2 separate regions of the Triticum aestivum genome follow, and region 1 is linked to region 2. Evidence: chromatin contacts called from public Hi-C data. All regions are on one chromosome and are shown on one strand. Each heading gives the region's core, a stretch centred on a gene start, on an enhancer-like site or on the middle of the called end of the contact. The rest is flanking DNA. Distances are from core to core; before and after follow the strand shown.

Region 1 (4,178 bases), core at 851-3,350, 260 kb before region 2:
CCCTTGTAGACCGAAAGCCGAAGCGTTAGGTTAACGAGGTTGATGTAGTTGAACGTCTTCACGATCCAACCGATCTAGCACCGAACGTATGACACCTCCGAGTTCAGCACACGTTCAGCTCGATGACGCCCCTCGAACTCTTGATCCAGCAAAGGGTTGAGGGAGAGTTTCATCAGCACGACAGCGTGATGATGGTGATGGTGATGCGATCCGCATAGGGCTTCGCCTAAGCACTACGACGCTATGATCGGAAGTGTAAACTATGGAGGGGGCACCGCACACGGCTAAGAGAACAATTGATGTGTCTTTGGGGTGCCCTGCCCCCGTATATAAAGGAGGGGAGGAGGAGGCCGGCGGCCAAGAGGGGCGCGCCATGGGGGGAGTCCTACTAGGACTCCACTCCTAGTAGGATTCGCCCACCCCCTTTCCTTTCTTCTACCAGAGGGAAAAGGAAGGGGAGGGAGAGGGAGAGGGAAAGGGGGGCGCCGCCCCTCCCCTAGTCCAATTCGGACTTGCCAGGGGGGCGTACGGCCACCCCTTGTGGCCCTCCTCTCTCTCCACTAAGGCCCATGTAGGCACAATACTTCCCCGGGGGGTTCCGGTAACCTCTTGGTACTTCGATAAAATATCCGAACCACTCAAAAACCATTCCGATGTCCGAATACTACCTTCCAATATATGAATCTTTACCTCTCGACCATTTCGAGACTCCTCGTCATGTCCGTGATCTCATTCGGGACTCCGAACAAACTTCGGCCACCCAAATACATAACTCATAATACAAATCTCGAACGTTAAGCGTGCGGACCCTACGGGTTCGAGAACTATGTAGACATGACCGAGGCACATCTTCGGTCAATAACCAATAGCGGAACCTGGATGCTCATATTGGTTCCTACATATTCTACGAAGATCTTTATCGGTCAAACCGCATAACAACATACGTTGTTCGCTTTGTCATCGGTATGTTACTTGCCCGAGTATCGATCGTCGGTATCCTCATACCTAATTCAATCTCGTTACTGGCAAGTCTATTTACTCGTTCTGTAATGTATCATCTTGTAACTAACTCATTAGTTACATTGCTTGCAAGGCTTATAGTGACGAGCATTATCGAGAGGGCCAATAGATACCTCTCCGATACATAGAGTGACAAATCCTAATCTCGATCTATGCCAACCCAACAAACACCTTCGGAGACACCTGTAGAGCATCTTTATAATCACCCAGTTACGTTGTGACGTTGGATAGCACACAAGGTGTTCCTCCGGTTTTCGGGAGTTGCATAATCTCGTAGTCAGAGGAACATGTATAAGTCATGAAGAAAGCAATATCAATAAAACTTAACGATCATTATGCTAAGCTAACAGATGGGTCTTGTCCATCACATCATTCTCTAATGATGTGATTCCGTTCATCAAATGACAACACATGTCTATGGTCAGGAAACATAACCATCTTTGATTAACGAGCTAGTCAAGTAGAGGCATACTAGGAACACTTTGTTTTGTCTATGTATTTACATATGTACTAAGTTTCTGGTTAATACAATTCTAGTATGAATAGTAAACATTTATCATGATATAAGGAAATACAAATAACAATTCTAGCATAATTCAGGATGCGAGAGGAATCGAGATTCTTCGATGAGGTCGAGAACGGAAATGACAGTCTTGCAGTTCCTCTCACGAGTGTTTAGAGGCAGAGCGCCGCCAAAATTTTAAGTCAGCGCGAGTACGTTTGAGAGCAGCCACAAGGGAAAGCGAGTGGTTTGAACAAGTGCGTTCAGGTAGATGATGGCACTTCGTATTTGAGTTGTCTTTCCGGCTTCAATCCTCTTTAAATTTGTCTGTGACTTACTCCGTATAAGGCAACAGTCAAATTAATATTTCTATGAAACTTTTGAAGTGTTTGTTTTGAATTTTGTTTCAAACTAATAAAGGGCGCAATGCAAACGAGCACATAATCCACTCTCCCGTTCCGCAAGCAATCCCTTATCCATTTCCGAGCACCACTGAATATCCACCCCTCGAGATCCCCGGCCCATCTCGGACTTTGACAGCCGAACCTTGATTTGTCGGTAGCATCAGCAGCGGATAAACCACGCCCACCGGCTCCAGGCCGATCCGGACCCTCCATCTCCACAAAACCAGCGCAGCCGACGGCCGCGATCCACCGCCCTCCTCCTGTGGCCCCGGAAAAGGCCCGCAAGAAAGGCACCGCGGCCGAGCCAAGTCCACCGCCGGGAGAATCCACGCCCACCACACCTCGCCCCCGCCGTCCCCCGATAAAAATCCGCCGATCCTTCCTCCCTCCCTCCGTCCGCGATCCCTCCCTGCCGCATTTCGAGCGATGGCCGACTCCGCCGCCCTCTCCTCCTCCCTCCCGCGCTCGCTGGCGTCCAGGAGGCCCCTCTCCTCCCCTCTCCGCGGCGGCGGGAGGCCCCGGTCCCCGCGCCGCTGCCGCCCCGGCTCGCGGCTGCGCGCCCGGGCCAGGAAGGGCGAGCCCGAGGACCTCTACGGGCCGTACCCGTGGGAGCAGCCCCTGGATCTCACCACTGGGTTCGGTAAACTCGCGCCCCCGGATCACTCTCCTGTTTGTTGACCCAGCGCTTCGACCAGTGATGTTTTCTTTATTCCGAGAGACAAGTGATATTCATGCTGCGGTCGCTGTTGCGTGCTTCGTGGGAAGAGATGGTAGTAGTTGGTAATGGGACAGGCGGCTGTGCTCATCGTTGGGCAGAATGTCGATTTGTTTCCTAGGGGGTTCTGTACTGTACTGATCTGTGTGTACCATGCCGTTGCGCCCTGACGGGTTCGATCTGCGTGTCTTTCTCCTGGCAGATATCGAGTGGGTGCAAGAGGATAAAATCACGCTCTTCACTTCCGATGGGCTTGTTCAGATAGGCGGTAACATGGTGCCTCGCCGAGTCACCGCTTCCGAGGTACTGAATCTTGTTGAGCTGGAACTACAAACCTCCCTCCTGCGTCATACTGAGCGAAACTATCTGAGCAGCTATATGTCAGATCCTTGTTACTAGTAGTATGACTAAAATGGAACTCCATTTCGGGACTGAGATGTTATGCATATTGCGAACACTGTTATTCGGTGTGCATGAATATGTAAGCGGTATATGCCGTCCTTCCGGTTTCCATGGAAATAACTTTGTGTTATTTCTATTTGTTCACTGTACCACAAAGTCCGATTCTATTTAGTTTGATCAGCCATGAATCGTTAACTGGAATTTATCTAACACCGGGAAATATGCGTAACTAGAGTTTCTATAACACTTGGAAATGTATATTAAACAGGGAATCATGCTTACACCTTTGGTTACTGCATTCGGGGCAATACCAATTTTATTGTGCATGTTAAAAAGATTCAGCTCTTTTCACATTTTACTTACGTTATCATGCAATAATAAAGCATATTTATCGGGAATCAAGACTGTAAAACCTTGAAAAGCAGCACCATATAGGAGTATATTTGAGCGCCATATTCATTTCAACCACTGTACTCACTGAATGCTAATTGCCTGAAAGCTTACAATATTTTTTTGTATCCTGGGAATATCGACTCAGCCATTTCTTTTTTGTTTTGTTGTGGATTCAAGCTTATTCATGCATACTTGCTGAAGTTGCTTTATCCTGGCGTCATCAATATTTTGTATGTCATCCTCATGTGTGTTAAATTTGGCCAGAAGAGGCAACAAAAAGGAAAAGGCAAACTCCGCCGGTTTCAGGAGAGCTCTTACATGGATCCAAATCAAAGTCTTTGCCTTGGAGCACTATTTAACATTGCAGCTACAAATGTAAATATTTCTTACCACTTATGTGTGTTTGATGTTTATGTTTTCGTATAGTAATACCATGTGATATATCTATCAGGGCCTAGACATGGGTAGAAGATTATGCATCTTTGGCTTCTGTCGGTCTATTGAAATGCTGAGCGATGTGGTAGAAGATACCGTCTTGGAGCATGGTGGCGAGGTACTTATGTTACCCCTGGAACTATATGTGCCTCTGTAATATTGACAATGTGCAGTCATTGGATTCCTCAAACTGCAAAATCAAAGCTTTATCTCCAATTGAACATCCTTTCAAACTTAAAAGGGTGCCATTTTTGTTCAGATTGTGACTGCAGAGAAGGCGAGTAGTGACGGCCTTCAGGAGAAGCTG
Region 2 (4,023 bases), core at 437-2,936:
GTGAGTTCATAGGCAAGAAAGAAAGAAACCAAGAGCATGCGATTCTATCGATGTGCACAGATGATAATGGTACAGTAGTATGTACTAGTACTATAGTTGAGTAGGAACCTTGCTGTCGCCGATTTGGAGCGCTCGCAGTCCCACCCGCGTCAGCCGTCTCCGGCCCTGATTCTTCACCGCTGGCGGCTCCTCCCCCTCTGGGCCGGCGCCTCTGTCGTCGGCGGCGGGGTCGAGCGCGGCTCGCATGGACGTGATCAGACGCAGGAAGGGCTCCCGGATCTCGAGCCCCAGCCGCGGCGCCCTGGCGGGGCCGCCGTGCTGGTACTGGCACAGCGCGCCTGCTCCGTCGCCATCCGTGCCGCCGGCGTGTTGGCCCAAGCCGGCGCCCGCGCGCTCCGACGGCGAGTCGGTGGAGTCCGTCATCTCGTCTGGCCGCCGGGGGGCGGTGCGGCGCCCGCTCATGGGAGGAGGAGGAGCGGGCGGGGGGAGGGGAGAAAAGTGGAAGCCTGCGTCGGCACGCTGGCGTAGACGTAGCGGCGGGCCGGTGTCCGGCGGGCGCACGAGTCGCCGACTTGCCGTGCTGCCGGCCGCGCGCCCGTGCGTATGTCTGTTAGGGCCGTTGCGAATTGGGATTGCGGTTGGTGCGGCTGCACTTTATATTAGTGGGGCCGGGGTATATATAGGTACCGTGTGACGGGATGACACGTCCTGTGAAGCTAAACTCGATCGAACGAAGAGCTGAAGGTTGGTAAGCTCGTCGTGGCCATCGCCAACCGAACTGATCTTGAGCTTAAGACTTGAAGCTAGCTTTTTCACCTAGACCGTGTCACGGCCAATGTGTGTCACCTCCGTCACACAACCACAACTCCAAAACCGAGCGGATCAGTGTGCACTCACCTTAACGCCAAGAGGAGTCGGCAAGTGGGTTGTAGGACCTGACCACGCCTAAGGGAAGAAGTCATGGAGGAACCGTTGACGACGTTGCATATCGCGTCCCGGATGCCGACGTCCTGAGAAGCAGCCCATACCAAACATGGCATTCAACATCCCCATTCCAAACGGCAGACACCGCGAGCAACTAAGAAAATGGCTTCATCAAGGGATCGCCGCCACCATTGTCAACTAGCAGCCTCTTTCTTGTACGGCTGGGTTATCGAATACGAAATGAGTTTTGAACATAACCTTCCTTCTGGGCTACTGGGTTTATGTTCTTAGAAATTGTGGAGTTTGACTTTGACTGAGTTAGAGCTATGGTTTGACGAGTGAGAAGGATACGTAGGAGTAGTAGGCGGAGCCACCCTAGGTGAGTAAGCAAGTTGCTTCTACTTGCTCATCATAGACCAACAAATCCATTTGAGAGTTGTCTTCCTTTGATGTTAGTGTTCGTTTCCTCTTCCTCGGTGTCTGTTTTCTTATTTGAGATCTTGCTTTTCATGGTTCTCATCTCTGTATAAGTCGCGACACCGCCAATCACACCTTGAAAATGGTTTCGCCCAACAAATGCTTCTAGAAATTGGTACATCTGAAATTTCTCGCATCACCTCATCAGGGAGAGAAAAAAAGATGCCAATTCCAATTAGGAATGTGATAGTGGGAGAAAGAGAGATCCACGGAACCGGACATCGGGTTTTCTCTGGTGCTCAAAGAGGGGCACCATCGTCCTATCCGATGAAACCTGACCGTTGCTATTGGTGAAAAAAACTTATGGTATTATGTATATCATCACCCTAGAAAATTTTCTTATTACTTTAGCCGATCTTAGAGCATCTCCAACGGCCGCGCGAAACGACGCGCGCGCGGGGTAAACGCAGCTTTTAGCGCGCGCGGGGCGTTTTGCCGCGCTCCAGCGGTGGCGGGATAATCACGCACGCGGGAACCGTTTGCGCGCTCGAAAAAAGGCGCCAGCGCGCGCCTCATTTTTTGCGCACCGCTTCCGGCGCGCTTATAAAGTGCAGCGTGCGGCACACGCCTCTCCACGCCTCCTCTTCTCTTCTTCCTCTCCCTCTCTGCCACGCGCCGCTCCAGCACCCCACCACCGACGCGCCTCCACCACCCCAGCGCCCCGCCATGCCGCCGCACCGCTGAGGAGCGTCCGGCTACCGCGGCGTCCGCCTGCGCCCCAACGGCGGCTACTACGCGGAGATACGCTCCGGCGATCTCCGGCTCGGCCTCGGCACGTACGGGACGGCGCGCGAGGCCGCCCGCGCGTACGACGCGGTGGCGTGGCGCCTGGGCCAGCCGCGCGGCCAGATGAACTTCCAAGACGTGTACACGCTCCAGCAGGCGCTCGACGTCGCCCCGCCGCCTCGTCTGAACACGGCACAAGACCGTGCGGAGCACGCCGAGCGGCAGCGCGGCCTCCTCGTCGCCCAGGAGGACGAGCGGGTCATGGCGGAGTGGCGCCAGCGCCACCCGGAGGACGTCGCCTACGAGCAAGGCTACTGGGCAAGGCGTCGCGAGGAGGACACGCAAAGGCGCCGCGAGACGCGGTTGGACAGGCGTCGGCGGAAGGCGTTGGCGAACGCGAAGACCGATCTCGTTGCAGCAGGTGGGAGGTCGTTCTTCACGAAGAACTATGATCGTTGGTTGGACATATGGCTATCAACCTTGGACGACACCGCCGAGGATGATAATGGTGATGATGATGATAGTGACTTAGAATAGTTTTTTATGCTATCTATTTAGTTTTCTATCGTTTGTCGTTTTTAAATTATGCAATCTATGTTTCCGATGTAAAATACCTTTGTATCGTTTAAAATCCTATGCAATCTATCTAGTTTCTATGCTTCCAATGCCTACATCCTAGTTTGTATAATGAGCGCGCGCTGCAATTTTTGCGCGGCTGCTGGAGGGGTGCGCGCGCTGCATTTTAGCGCCGCGCCAAACCAGACGATGGGTGCGCTCTAAAGCCATCTTTTACGCGCGGCGTTCGGCGGCCGTTGGAGATGCTCTTAGGATATACTGTATGACATATCCAGGTGCTACCACAAGTAATCGGAAGCAGAGCCTTTAGTACGTGCAATTAATATGTGCTGCTGTGTTCATGTTGATCAGTCCACCGTGGCCATCAGAGAACAGTTTTGGATCTTTGATAGTGTGCTTGAGCGGATACTACACTGCTGTCTTGGATGGCTGGGAAACGTATAGTTGGCCATCTCACGCTCAGGTTGCAGTAATTGGAAGTGCGCCGTGAAAGCTAAGACAATGATTTTTCTAAAACACTCGATTAATTCGTGCTATCCTTTTTGTCCTAACAGAAATTTAGGAGCACAGAAGAATTCAATAAGATGACGCAAATGTTCCTCATGATGGAAAAAATTGATCGGCCTTCGCCCAGTTTCAGGTATCACGGTTTCATAAGGGTATTTCTTTCACCAGGCTATGCATATTGCATACTGCATATTAAGAAAAAATACAGCATCAAGTTAAGTCACAACCATACAAAAGGAAAAATAATGTAATTATGTGTGATGTTATATTTCTGAATATGCCATGCCAAAATCGGAGACTGAATTAGGACTAATAAATTCATTCAGAAGTTGCTCCAATGGCAAGATCAAAATGACGAAAACTGGAGTGGCAAAAGAAAAAGAAAAAACTGAGTGCGAGATGGTCTTTTCCCTACTCCGTTTGGTCAAAAAGGAGCATTGACTATACAGAGTGGCAGACTGTGAAGCATTGTTAAAAGCTAGAGTGGCAACAGTGAAATGTCAAATTTAAGAGTGGTATAGGGAAAATGGACAAGAGCTAGAGTGGCAACAACAAAAAATTCCGACCGTCAGTAAGTGATGCTAGCACATGCAGTGGCACAAGTGTCTAAAACCCGGAATTAGTAATCGACATGTATATGCGTACGGTAATAAGAAGCAAGGTTTGAAATTTAAGAGTGGTATAGGGAAAATGGACAAGAGCTAGAGTGGCAACAACAAAAAATTCCGACCGTCAGTAAGTGATGCTAGCACATGCAGTGGCACAAGTGTCTAAAACCCGGAATTAGTAATCGACATGTATATGCGTACGGTA

What was found. A called contact is a pair of places that touch in the nucleus more often than the background predicts.
Region 1: a contact with region 2 is called in a Hi-C map of leaf, with 4 times the contacts expected there. The contact joins the promoter of LOC123093177 here to the promoter of LOC123093175 in region 2. A contact is called at or near these places in 2 of 5 Hi-C or Micro-C datasets (leaf and an unstated tissue).

What each region holds. Positions count from the first base shown.
Region 1 is chr4B:543,428,024-543,432,201 of IWGSC CS RefSeq v2.1, reverse strand. LOC123093177 reads left to right here and starts at 2,100. Exons shown (of 5, transcript XM_044515086.1): 1 at 2,100-2,566; 2 at 2,844-2,944; 3 at 3,704-3,811; 4 at 3,888-3,989; 5 at 4,131-4,178. The coding sequence starts at 2,353.
Region 2 is chr4B:543,167,319-543,171,341 of IWGSC CS RefSeq v2.1, reverse strand. LOC123093175 reads right to left here and starts at 1,686. Exons shown (of 5, transcript XM_044515083.1): 1 at 109-1,686. The coding sequence starts at 462.